Linked DNA regions of Anas platyrhynchos: region 2 is linked to region 1. The links are chromatin contacts, called in public Hi-C maps. All regions are on one chromosome and are shown on one strand. Each heading gives the region's core, a stretch centred on a gene start, on an enhancer-like site or on the middle of the called end of the contact. The rest is flanking DNA. Distances are from core to core; before and after follow the strand shown. Region 1 overlaps LOC101793360 (high affinity cAMP-specific and IBMX-insensitive 3',5'-cyclic phosphodiesterase 8A). Region 2 overlaps LOC101793360 (high affinity cAMP-specific and IBMX-insensitive 3',5'-cyclic phosphodiesterase 8A).

Region 1 (6,974 bases), core at 2,127-4,626:
GGAGCCCTTTGAAAGACAGAAGCTCCACTTGGTCCTTATTTACCAGAATGGTGTCAGCTTGTACAAAAAAAGGTGATGAACTGTAAGGAAAACTGGCAGCCATCCAAAGATAATCTCCCTTCAGATACAAGTTCTGGCATCTGACAAGATGGAAGCTCATTTAAGCTGTTCTGCAACTGTCCAAAATATGTTTCCACCCTGGTCATTCTTGCTTTCTCACTCTGGTAATTTTTCTAAGAAAGGATGCTTGGGCCTAGGCCTTCTGTTGCGAGTGAGAGCGCTTCATGCCAGAAAACAAACAAGAGAAAAGAGACATTAAAGTCCTGTCTGGCGACACCATTAACAAGTTCACAGTCACCATTTCCTTCTTCCTCTCCTGCACCAAGTGTTTCTTCCCAGACAGTGATCCAGACTGCTGATAGCTCTGGCAGGGAGCTTTTACCAGAAATTTTAGCAGGAAATGTTAATTTGCAAGCCTCGGTGTCCTCCCTCAGGGAAGAGGGACGTTACATCTGCAGAGCCCCAGTGCAGGGACCCAGAGCTCCTCTGACCTGCCTGCGACGTGCGAGAGAGAAACTTCTGCGTGGCTCTAGCACAGCTGAGTAAAAAATCAACTGCACTCATTTGTTTTCTTTTTCCTTTTTCCCCCAAGCAATGCAATACTAGAAGAATGTCCAATGCAAACAGAAAAATTCTATTAATGAAATATCCAATTTAGTGTAGTTTCATAGCTTAACTCTGAACTCAGCCTGATTTCTAGGACCCAAAGCCTAGCTGGGAACTTGCAGGCTTGGAATTTTAAAAAACAACTGTTTTGCTTTGTGTAAAAACTCTACATCTCTATAAATTTGTGTAATGGTAAAAATAACTTGTGTGAAACAGTAAATATAACATGAAATATTAACAAATTAGATATTAGGGATAAATAGTTTTTCTGGACTAAAGTGTAACATCTTATGTGAGAGGAAGGAAAGACAGACTCACTTTATGAACAGTTCCAGTAAGGCTGCAGTAAAACTACAGGTTGCTTGCAAAATTAAAAAAAACAATCCTATAAACTCATTGAAAAATTATGCAAATAGGACTCTTGAAAAGTTTTATTACTTAGATCACCTGATTTCCTTTTCTTCCTCTATGAACTTTGAGCATAAGTCTGTAATTACTTACTATAAGTGCAGGAGAGAATAGTGTTTTCGATTAGGAAAGCTTTTATCAATCATGAGAAGTTTCATTTGATTTGTTTTATGTGTTTGTATGTTCCTCTGAGCCAGGACAAATGTTCTTACCACACTCATATTTGTGTGGTTAGCAGATTTTTCTGCATCTCTTTTGTCCTTATCCTCCAAAGACAAAACAAATGTTGTACTGCTGAATGTTGAACTTTGCAATTTTCGTGCTGCATTGCGACAGTAATATATTTTGACTAACTATATGAGCCGCTAACATGTACAGTCTAGGCAGCTGCCATGGAACACCAAAGGTCTACTTTTTTTTTTCACTGCTAACTTTCAACCGACGTGGTACTCTGGATGACTTCAGAATATAGTATGAGGTGCATAATTTAATCCAGTTACATTTCTAATACAATTTTGCTAAGAACATTGAAGTGTATTTCAACAAAACAAACCTTCCATGGAACAGCAGGAAAGTATTAGAGGTGGCATCAAACCACTGACCCATTAGATATAAATTACTCACAGCATGTTCCCCACAAAACAGAGTAACAAAATTTGCAGGCCGTAATATGAGGCTGTACCCAGAAATACTTTCCAGATGAAACAAACAAGATTTGCAGTGGTTTTGTGACACAATCAGCAACTTGCTGCTATTGGAAGAGAGATTATCTAGTGCATTTGGTGCTCTGAGTCTGTCTCCTTCTACACCTCCTTTTCTTAGCTGAGTGAGCCATAAAACCTGATGAGGATGCTCCTACAAACGTAAGCCCCATCACTGTTCTGTGTGTCCTTTCCTCTCTGTGCAGCTAGATCTGAATGCTGAACTTCTGAATTACTTTTGTTTAGTAAATCTAGCAAATACAACAACTACCAAGCATGTGCGATATTTTAGCCCCACGGCTCTTCCTTATTTTGCAAAGATATAGCCCTGTCACTGTTACCCATGTACTCTTAAGAAGTAATGTGGCTAGCTTGGACCATAAGCTTACACCATTTAAAGGACCTATGACTGATTTCTATTTACTTATTCATTTACAAGAGAGGCACATCTATGCTAGGAATAATATTTTTCTGATATGGGTGTCTCTAGTCATATCCTATGTATTACATTTCTACTTCAGACCGAGTTTTAGGGCATAATTTCACAGTGTGTACAACAACTTAATAGATTGTTTTCCTTTGAAATTCAGATTTATACTTTTAGCTTTTTTTTTTTTTTTCATGGCGTTTATTCAAAGTAATGTTTCTCATGCAAGAAGCAGCATTTCACATAGTCTGCAGCAAGAAACACCTTCTGGTAAGTACAGACCTATTTTTGCAGTACTTGATAGTATATTTTCTTCCTGAAATGTTCCATTATTTGCAGTATTTCCATCATGCAAGTTTACTTCTATTTTCTTTTTAATTCAGTTATGAGTGCAGTGCCTATCAGTTGTTTTCTCGACACAACTCTCCCAGTCTTACCTGGAACTCTCCCAGTTTCATCTGTTTGGAAAAACTGTATCCCTTTGACTGCAAGCCACTGGCAATGGGGAGCATTTGTTTCACTCTCTGTTCTGTCTAACACAAGACTGAACAACTGGAGCCTCCAGCTGATTCTATCTGCACTCCAGGAGTCAGAGGCAAACATCTGGAATTTATTTGTTAGAAATAAAATAAATGACATCTTTTCAGGAGTTTTAGCTTGCACCTGTACTTATAAATCTCCTCCACGAGGACAAGTTATGAATAAATTCAATCAGGAGCAGGAGGTAGAGGGCTCTTTTGGCTCAGCCCCAGCTGAGGGCCCCAGGAAGAAGGACAGCACCGACGTGCCTTGCAGGCAGTTTGCTCAGAACTGCTCTCTCCCACCCAACAATGAGCAATGTGCTGCATTAGGCCTCTTGGGGCCCGCTGGATTTCAGCACACACATCCAGCCTGCTGTTTGACTGGGTCAGGGGGTCCCTGATCTCCTGGTCCCCTCTCCCCAGTGGAGTGCTCCATCCATGCTGGGAGTTAATTCCAGCTTTGCTGCTGGAGAAACGTAGCCCTGAAGGTCATTTTTGTTGTCTGTAATGCCAAGAGTGGTTCCAACTTCAGCAGAAGCTGCAAAGGGGAATGGAAATGAGGAACTAAGGGAGGAATTTAAGAGGACAGTACTGCAAAAACAGAGTAGTAATGGGGGAGCAGAGGTCAAAAGAATCAAACACCACCGCTGTTATCTGATGGGAGGGCACAAAGGTACAGGATGAACCTCTGAAAATATGCAGAGGAGGGAACAGGGAATACACAGAGAGGAAAAAGGGCAGCAGAGAAACAAAGAGAGAGAAGCCCCTGCCAATTGTTTGGATGAAGGTTACCTTTGCCTAGGCACTGCACTCATTGTCTGCAGCCGTCTCCTTTCCTGCTGCTTTCCTGAGCCTCCCTGAGCACAGACAGTGCTCGTTCCAAATCGGAAGGTGACTGATGTGGTCCTGTGCTATGGGCAGGTCCACACGAGGGACTAGATCAACTTCTCTATTTTTGCTTGTACAGAGTACAAGGTCTTCATCACAGGGGTTTAACAGCCTGAAGTGAAAGCTGACTGTACCTCATCCAGCTTGTCCTGGCAGACTGTCTTGGATAAAATTCACATTTAGGGACTGGTAAGATCTTAGCAAGACAACCCCATTGCAAATGGAACCAAACACCTGAGCATGCAAAGCAGATTCACACAAGTACTGCTGGGTACCGCAGCCAGTTCATTTCTCCACACACTGGCTTTGGGCCCCACTAGTGAAGCAAGATGCTGCAAGAAGAGGCACTCGGTATTGTGCAGGAACCAGCTGTATTCCTTTCTGACCATGAAGATAGGCAGAAGGAAACATCATCTTTGTTTCTGCAGAGACTCAAAGATGAAGAAGTAAGACCAAAAGAGAGCACAGCACTGCAGTGAGGTGACAGCCCACACACTGCAGTCAGTACTTCCCATTATATGGACTGAAAACATCAGAGAGACACTTCAGCAAAACTGAATCTGGTTGAGAAAGCCATTAAACAAACAAACAAAAAAGGCAAACTCAACCACCCCAGTGATGGGCTGGTTCCTACAGATGTCTCCAGCATACCCTGTTGGTCTGTTAGTCATCAGATGTTCCCTGACTTTTCCACTGCTCTGTAGGGCAACTCCAAATGTTTGTTTTGTTTTGTTTTGTTTGTTTGCTTTGGTTTGTTTTCTTAAATAAAGGACATTAGAAGATTCCTTACAAGAACTGCTTTCATGAAGTGATCAACTGCTTTTAGCCAAGTACACAAGCTGTTTGGGGAAAAGAAAAATAGTATCTGGAGGTGGGGTAACACCAAGCCAGGGGAAACCATTTGCAGCACAACAGACCTACAGAAGAGCTCGAGAAGCACAAGTCAAGCACCATAAGGCACACAGCTTGCCCTATTTTTGCAAAGGTTGTTTCTTTTTTTCCGATAGATACTTCCTCTTGTGGTGCATGACAGGAGGCTAACATGGTGATGCTGTCGGTATTATCGAGTAAAGCTGCCCAAAGCTCTGTCTGCAAGAACTGTTGAACTAAGGTCTGCATTGCTCATCACTGGTTCTTGTCCAAGGGGAAGTTAATAACCCTGTGCCACCGGCCAAAAAACAAGCAAACCAAAAATGTAAGGGGATCAGACCCCTGGCAGAGCTTCGGTATTCCTGATCTCAGCAATCAGACTCCACTGCACTAGCTAGCAGGGGAACCAGCGATGCATGCCTTGCTGACAGTTCCTCAGCATTACAGCATGAGCAGCTTCAGAAGCAACAGTTTGCAGAATGTTTTGCAACACCTGGACAGAGATGGTTTCACACATACATCATACAACACCAAATTATAAACCTCCCAGTTATAAATCTGACTGCTCCAGGAAGGAATCTATTAATACAATTCTTACAACTCAATTAAAATGAAAACATCTTCATGACAGAATAAAATTAAAAAGAATAATAAATCTAAAAGCCATTGAAAAAGAAAATTACAGTAACAAACATGGGGTTTTATCATTGCTCATCATTTAAATTGTCAGCTTTATCCTCATGGCAAGCAGGCAGCTCTCGTTCACAACTGAACACCTACTTTATTTATTTAGCTATGCTGCATTTAACCTTACATCCTGTCTGCTGGGTGCATCCGGCTCCACAGATCTCCATGCAGCGAAGCCTTAGCATAAGGTGGGGGAGCTACTTTCCACAAGCCAAAAAACAGGAAATTTGATGACATTGTTCAGTGAGCAGACGTCAGCAGAGAGTGATACAAAAGAGTAAACAACTTCCTAGCAGCAGCAGACAAATGGGCCGGAACTACTGGAATCCTGTGATGTCTGGTGTGTTCTGCATGAAAATTACTGTCTCGATGAAAGGGAGCGATCTTCATCCGATGCAAATTGGAGCTGCTCCCTGGAAATCCAGGAACCACACACCAATTTGATCGGTTTAAGATCTGACCCCAAATCTTTACCTTTCTGATCATGGAAATACCATTTTTGTGAATATTCTGAGTATTTTGTAAATATTCTTATTGTTTTAATGCACAAAAAGCTCATGTGAATAAAAAGGATAAATTTCAGTGAATGTATGGACGGCAGTATCAGAAATGCTGATGCTATTTCCTTATGACCATGTTACCTTCAGTCTAACAATAACGACATACAAACATATATTCTTGTTAAAATATTTTGATATGAACCAAGCCCAGCACTCTGCCAATGGAACGGAGCAGTAGGTATGACATCTTCTTTCTGTATTTCAGTGTTTGCTTTGTGAAATCTTCTCTCATACTTTTCAGCTATGGGCAAATGTCAAATATGATCCAAAAAAATAACCTCTCAGTTAGGCGTATGACTCAAAGCCAGGTTACAGCAGGCAGAAAGGAAATGTAGGGAAAGACATTTTTGCTCTAACTGAATGTCATTCTGCCCATCTCTGTCCAATTTAATGATCCCTTAACTGCAAAGAGTAATATCTGACCAGTGACCACAAATACAGAGCTTCACTACGGCATCCCAAACAACTGTATCAATAAAAATTGTATCCTTGGGACAAAATCTTTTCCCTACTCAGCTACTGTAAAGAGACCACTGAGGCATATTATTTTCAGTTCTTTTACATTACCTTTTAAGCTATTTCTTTCAAAGGGTGGATGCAGAGAATCAAGTCCTATTCTAAACAAGTACGTTCTTAAGAGGAGCTTATGACAAACAGACTAGGAGGCTTCTGGGGGCTTTATGATTTTGGAAAATTTGGGGATCTTACCAAAAATACACAGGAATGTTCCCTGGGAGGATGCAATTCAGTAAGTACAATCCCAGGACTCTCCTCTCATCCAGGTATCCCTCCTAGCCAAAATATAAACAGAATAGACTCCTAAGATTAAAATTAGCAGCTAAATTTAGAGCTGTCCACGAGACTGCCTTACTCTCAGTAAGAGAGAGATGGAACAACAGGAAAAAGCCAGATGCTTCTCAGCACTCCTCGCCAAATTCTCCTCTCCTTGGAGACACAAGAAGTAATATGTAATCCTGGGGAGGAAGACACACCAATAACCATGTCAACGCTGCAGTCAAATGACAAGGCAAACACACTGGGCCAATCTATCTGTAATGTAACTCTAGTAACTTGAGCAGACTTTGTTCCTCCTAAATACTGGCAAGTGGCCATAGGCTAACAAATGGCTAGACAAAAAACAAAAAAACATAACACCCAAACTGCTACAAATGCCTATAAAAAAGAGCAGGTCTACAAAAAACAAAGCAAAACAAAAAGCACCAAAAAAAACCCAACCAATTGCTTC
Region 2 (6,974 bases), core at 2,220-4,719, 56 kb before region 1:
CAGTGGCAAACCATTACGAAATCACCTGCTTTCTAAACTTCTCTCCTTGCTTTTTTTTTTTGAAGGTCAGCACGGTTAAGCCCAGAGCCCTCAGTAGTAGCCTGGCACCCCCCAGCTCCAGGCCAGGGTGGGTGCAGACAAAGCACTGGCTGGCCTGCAGCTTGTTTTACCCATTTGCAAGAGGGCTACTGGGGGGAGGGGGGAAGGGGGAATGTGTCTTCTTGTAAAGCATTTAGGGATCTATGAAGAAAAAAGAATTTTCTTATAAAGGAAAAATTTCATGTAAAGAAAAATATCAGTAGCAAAATAACATCTAATTTAGGCAAAAGGGGACATTTCCTGGTGGAAAAGCAATACTCTCACACATTCTGTGTTGAAAACAGTAAGGGAATTTGGTCAAACATTTAGGCTGAAGACAAAACCATGCCTCCTCCCAAGGAGCTAGGGAGCTGCAGGATCACTAGCATGACGTCGTTCTGCTTGGTTATAAAATGCGCTGCACACCCAACTTGGCACTCAGTGTTCTCAGGTTGAGCTAAGAGCTAATGTAATGAACTCTAGGGAAGGATTTACATCAAATACTACTCTGGAATATTAAAGACAGACGGGAGCAACTTCTTACTTGAATAATTGCACACTAGCTAAATTCCTCCTTTCATTTCAAAGCCAGGCAATCACCTTCCTCACTTCCCCTCTGAAACTATACATCGCTGAGCTATTCCTCAACCTCAAGAAAAATCAATGTGATTAAAGGATGAAGTAACTTTTGTTAATTACCATGGACTGAACTAAGATTAGTTTTAGCTCTAGCAATGACTCTTGCCACTCGAGGGGGGGAGCAAGCAAACCAAGAAAGGCGAGATTCAAATTTCAAGTGTCCAGGGCTGCTTGCATTTGCTAACATAACCCCAGAGGCAGAGATGCTTGCAAACACTCCTGAACTTCCATTTGTACGTGGGAGAACAACACTGCACGCAGCAGCAATGAACTGCTCACAAGCTGCTTCAGTTAACTTATGCACTCTCCTGTCTGCGGGTACCAGTGTAAGGCTTTCAGCCAATACCGGGTATTTTCCCTTGAAGTTGTATCAGAAAAAATAAGACTGCATTGTGCTAACAGTTGTTGCAAGCAGCAAGTGTCCATTTGACTGGCAGGGTTTAGTCCCAGTGTTAGGGCTGTGTGTTTGAGGGAGATCCACAGCCTGTGCAAGCTGAGGGAAGTACTTCTAGCAAATGGCATCGGAAGAAAAATGGAAGACAAAGAAGCTGAGAGGGAAAAAATGGAAGATCAAAACATGAGAATCCTTTCCCTGGCCTGAGAAACACCTATGGTTACTCCATGGGCTGGGCTTGAAGGTGCAGGATCTCAGAGGCGTTTAGAAGCTTCAAGCCCATTTTGCTTAATGGCTCTGAATCCTCTGGCCTTTTCTAATTCAGTTGGCTTGCTTGTTAAAGAGGATGCTAACACATAACCAGACAAGATTTGCAAAGCTAAATTCACTGAGGTTTGTTTGGGAAGTGTGGGAGGAGATCCTTAAAGATGTTAAATAAGGAAAAAAAATGAAAACATGAGACACTTTGCCCTAGTAACATTCAAAGCAGGAATAAGAGAAAGCATTTAGTGGAGATACAACAAAGAAATCCTTTGCCTACAGAACCAAAGCTTCAGCAAAACAAAAAAAAAAGTACGTGAAGCACCTGGACATCCCTTTGTTCTGAACCTGTAGCACAGGCTGTGGAGGGACATGGCAGTAATTTAAAAGCTTGTTTTCTGCATCCAAACATCATGTAAGGATGAAATGCAATCCATCCCACTATCATTTAATGAGCACCCCGGGACCACTGTACCTTGGAGGCATGATGTCACACGTCAGCAGAGAGATTACTTGTTTTGAAGCTTGTGAACAGCTCTGAGACTTCATTTCGGAGTGCTCCACTCAGAGTCATGACTCAAACCCTTCTGGTCTCACAGAAGGACACAACTGGCTACAGTTTTCCTGTGCTGTCTCTGAGCATCCTGTGAGGGATTAGTAGATAGTTAATTTTATTACCCTTTCTCCTCTTTCATATAGGAAAGGCTTTGTCATTGCTTGAATTCCTTCATGTTCATGACACATTTTCTCAAGTATCGTATCAATGATGTGTCTACTGAGACAAGCAGAGACAGCTACCAAGAAAAGCACTGAAACAAAAACCAAGACATTCATTTAATTTTGGGTGATTTTTAATTTATATAGAGCCATTGGGAAAACTAGTATGAAATCCAGATTCAGACCTGTGACAAGTTGGCTACACGCAATAACTCCTTTGTAAAAGGCAGTTATTACCCAGAATTTTATACCTATCCCTTGAAGGGACCAAGATATTCATCTTGGGCAATTTGCTGAAGTACCAACTTTTTTTTTTTTTTTCTCCAGATCATAACAGCTCCAGAGTCACCTGGAAGCAACTAAATTGATAGCCAGGTTTAGCAGCAGTATTGCCTGAATAAAAACACGTAACATGAAAACCAGCTAACAATTCTGAACGGCTCATTTAATGCTCAATTGCTGAACCTTATTCAGTTTTAAAACAAGCTGTAAGATTAAAGCCCCAGAGGTGAATAAAAGAACTCTCCATTATCATGTCTACATTGGAATTTACTCTTGTATTAGCATTAAACCAAGAATAAAGGAAAAGTGTAGACTCTGTATAAGACTGTCTGAAACTGGGAATAATTTTAAACATACTCTTCCAGTTCCAGTGTTCTCCCTTCCATAGTCAAGGACCATCAATACATCAGTAAACTCATGGTTCCTGTCCCCAGCAGAGCTCCATCCCTGGGTGCCAGACTGAAAAAGCAAAAGGGATGTAATCCACTGAGAGACACTCAGTGGGAAGAGAACTTGGGTGAGGATCAGGCATGCTGGTTCCAGACTTTCTTTAATTATAATCTGTCCCTGGCAACAGGAAAATTTAGATGGGCAACAGAATGAACAGAGCTGCATTCAGTGGCTGCAAATTACTGTTTTACATTTAGTGAATTTATTGTACAGCAATACAGGCATAAATCTAGCTGATACAGAGGGCTGATTAGCACAGCTCTACACTCCAAGTAATGGCATTAAAGACGCAGTGTGAATTTCAGGGAATTAATCATATTGTTCACATCTTTTCAGTGATGATGCAGCAGGCATTTTTATAGCAGATTAACTGCTTTCACCGTTCGTTAATACAACCCAGAACAATAACTACGCTTATGAAGGAAGTTTTTTACCCCCTTCCTGAAGGCATTCTCTGGACTCTTATGCTGTTACTTTTCCTCTCATATCCTCTTTGCAGCTCGTTAGTAGAGATATTGAAGGCCTGATGCAGCTTTCCTCTAAAGGAGCCTGAGTAGTTTTTTTTTCCTTGAACTAGGCACAGGAGCCTGCATGCAATGGAAGAGATTAACACCAGGTGGCAAATTACAGCTGATTACAATAGATTCATGTGTATGGAGACACAGTGTAACGCTGCCAGGAAAACAACACATCTGGCAGCTAACTCACCCTCTACTTGCACGTTCCCTTTGAAAAGATAGAGTGGTTTGTTGTTGTTTGTTTGTTTTTAACCTTCAGTAATGATTGTCAAACCCCTGGAAGATCAACGAGGACCCCATACCCTCTATCCAGCTATAATCACTGACATATCGGTATGGTCTGGATGTTCCTAGGCAGGGTCTGAGCCCCACCAGATTTGGCAATATACAAGCACTGATAAAATAAAGGGAATTAGGAAAGGAAATTGCCTGCTGCCCCAACACTTAACCCAGATACCAAGTAGGAAGGGAGAACATACAAACATGGTGAGGGCAGCACTGGCAGAAAGGCACAATGCAAACACAAAGAGCAGTGAGCTACAAATAGTAGCATATCATGAATATCATTAGCTAGGAGATGAAGGAGAAACACAGAAACAGGTAACACCTGGAGCGGTCACCTGTTCCTTTCTTACCTGCTTTAAGGCTCCTGCTGCTGCAGCCCCTGAACTGCTCCATCGTCCACCTCTCCTCAGCTTGTGATTCTTGAGGAATGGTTCAAAACGTCCCTTCTCTAAAATCAGTCAATTGACTCTGAACTGACAATAGTTAACAATTCCTTCAGTGCTTTTGGAGTGGCTTCCTGCCTACTGGAAAGGCTGACAGGATACTCCTTCAGTCCTTCAGTGCAATACAGCATGGCACTGCTTCTAGCTGTGTACAGTGTCTTAAGTGCACAGAAGGGTTTGATGGGTTTGCCAAGGGCAGGCCACAAACAGAGGGACTTGCTAGCCATATACCACCTTTCATCACCCTTATTGCCAATCCAACCCCCTCAACTCCTCCCTTCCCCAGACAGCAGTTATTTTAAAAAGGATTTCATGCATCTGTTCATCTGCAAACTACAAAGTACGTATACATTTCAAATGAAATGGCTAGGACTTTGACACTTCTTAAAATATACATTTTATTATTTTCTGGTGTTTGCTATGAAGGTTTCATTCAAATTGTGAAGGTACACAGCCTTTACAAACTTGTTGAGTTAAAGGTTTTTGTTGGAGGTTTTATGTTCTGTTTCTTTCATGGCAGAGGAAAATACATACGCTATAAAATGTTGAAATTCATTAGATGTTTAGTATTACCTCTTCATATATGCTGTGGAATGCTTTGTAGAAATACTATATAAAATAAGGCAGACTTTGACAGGGAATTCAGTCATAAAATTTCATGGGAGAAAACAAAAAGTTCCAACATATTATTATCTTCTGTAGCCAAGGGAAGATCAGGTGGTCGTCACTGGTTTGTGGGAGAACTACTGCAGTTCTGGTGCTCAGACAGTATACATTTCTTGTTTATTCTACTATTCTCAAGTGAGACCTTTGCAATAAAACTTATTTTAATTAACATAAATCAGACAATATTTAAACATACACATCTATCCTTACAGTGCAATAAAAATGTATCATTGTATAGTATTTTGTATTTGCATTATGAAAATAAAAGGTCTGTACATCAATTAAATGTATATTAATGAGTATGAATCATGTAAATTTGTAATGCATCTAAAGTTGGCTTTGGCTTTTAAGTATTTATAAATTCATAGAAAATATTGAACATCTAACAAAATAAATAAAACATATCATTTTAATCATAGATGCTAACGATCAACCTCAAAAATTCTTGTGTTATTTTTTACATTTGCTACTAAATTTCTTAAAGAGAACTCACTTTCAGTAGTGCTCAGAAGTGAATGATTGCACCTTCTGTGATGTGAAAAAATAGAGTACATCTATTTTTCATAGATCAAAAATTCCTTCATGGAGAGTTGCATTTTAAATGTCTGATTGTTCTACGTAACTGTCTTAAGTGCTTATAAAAAGCATGTAGCTTTCTCATAAAAGCTGTGAGTCACTATTAATAGATATTTCTTTTTCACTTGCGGAATTGAGGATTATGCAAAATCTTCTGGTGAATGTCCTTTTTTATGAGAATTCTTCAAGGTCTTCCAGCTTCACATACTGGTATGAAGATAGCACAAAAACATGTTCACTAATGAACCCTCTTCAGTACGAGTACTGCAGCAATCCAGTGTAATTCCACTTGATAGGCTTATTTCATTGGAGTCCACACATGGTAGTTTGTGGAAGTCAACTGCTGACCTCATGTTCTCTTGAATTTGAAAGTTCCCCAAGTGCACGGGCTAGCCTTACTGTAATACTGAAGAGACCAAAACAAATCTCAAATCACATGAACAAAAGTGAGCTTGAATAAATATGCATCTGGTTAGTAAATTACACACCATAGTCTAATTGCTATTCTGGTGGTGGTGGTCGAAGGCTCCGCAGCTTCCTTTCATCTAGTCCTTTCCAGTATTTAAAGTTATTATCCAGATGCTGCATCAAATTTGGCAGGTCTGCAAATGCTAGGGAAGAAAGGGCAGAGTGTATTTAGTTTGCAGAATTGGAACAGTCACATGATTCTGTCTGCTTAAATATCACTTGAAATGTCTGGGCAACTGCGTTAAGTAGGAAAGCTTAAATCTGTCATACTGATACTTGAAATGTTTCTGGCTTTATAGCTCTCATCACTCACGTATCTTCCCAGGCTACTGAGAACAATTCTGTGAGTCTATTTAATACTAGTAATGCAAGCACCAGCAAAGGGGCGCAGTTTTGCAGGAGGGGCATAACTAATTATGCCTGTAATTACCCTACTTTATCAAATCTCAGTCACATGTCATGATCTGGCATTCAGGAGAGTCACATTTCTGACCACTTTTACCACGGAGGCAGCACTTGGAAGGAAATAGCTGCTCCCCCAAGCAGTTTCCAGACTGTAGAAATTTGTCTTGAAGAGTAACTGATATTAACACAGACAAAATGATTATGCCCAAAGTGCTATCAAAGAGAATGTGTTCTGTTCTCCATTTATAGAGAAGCAAGTTTAAAAAAAAAAAAAAAAGTTAAACTCTGTCTGAAACTAATATATTAAAGAGAAGCCATGAGAATATAGTTTGTAGCAGTATCGAAATACTTTTAAGCAATAATGACACTACTAAGCTTACTTGAACTGTAGAAATCTTCCTTTTTCTCCCATTTTCTTCAGGAGCCATAAGAAAGCAATTTTATATCACAGTACTTTCAAATGTTTACAAAATGCTTCTTGTTAGGAAATACAGCAGAGTTTCACTTACCGTCCCAGGCATCAAACATATCAGTGATGAAGTAATCGATGAACGATATTTGTGACTTGGGGATGCTGCAAGTATTTCTGTCAAAAACTGGCATCACAACTGGTAAACCTTGTCTCTTTTCTTCATCAGTCTGCAAAGAACACTCTTGTGATTATTCTACGACACATTACATTAACGGCTTCTTTTAGCAGCAGATTGTTTGACACTGACTAGATCATGCAACTGCTAAATAAACAGAGAAACCTCAAGAAATCTGAAGCAGCAGCAATTAATCTTAAGCACC

The links. Hi-C and Micro-C count contacts between places; a contact is called where the count stands out from the background.
Region 2: a Hi-C map of skeletal muscle shows a contact between it and region 1, with 2.6 times the contacts expected there. The contact joins two enhancer-like sites. A contact is called at or near these places in 2 of 8 Hi-C or Micro-C datasets (skeletal muscle and small yellow follicle).

Annotation. Positions count from the first base shown.
Region 1 is chr11:14,924,558-14,931,531 of IASCAAS_PekinDuck_T2T, reverse strand. The region is part of intron 2 of LOC101793360 (high affinity cAMP-specific and IBMX-insensitive 3',5'-cyclic phosphodiesterase 8A); the gene reads right to left. Among named protein-coding and RNA genes, the nearest start is that of FSD2, 95 kb to the left of the region's middle. Within about 2 kb of position 3,376, at least 5 of the 8 cell types and tissues checked have an H3K27ac peak or open chromatin away from gene starts, as enhancers often do.
Region 2 is chr11:14,980,321-14,987,294 of IASCAAS_PekinDuck_T2T, reverse strand. It overlaps LOC101793360 (high affinity cAMP-specific and IBMX-insensitive 3',5'-cyclic phosphodiesterase 8A), which reads right to left. Exons shown (of 28, transcript XM_027466406.3): 22 at 6,692-6,821; 23 at 1,848-5,920. The coding sequence ends at 5,811. Among named protein-coding and RNA genes, the nearest start is that of FSD2, 39 kb to the left of the region's middle. Within about 2 kb of position 3,469, at least 2 of the 8 cell types and tissues checked have an H3K27ac peak or open chromatin away from gene starts, as enhancers often do.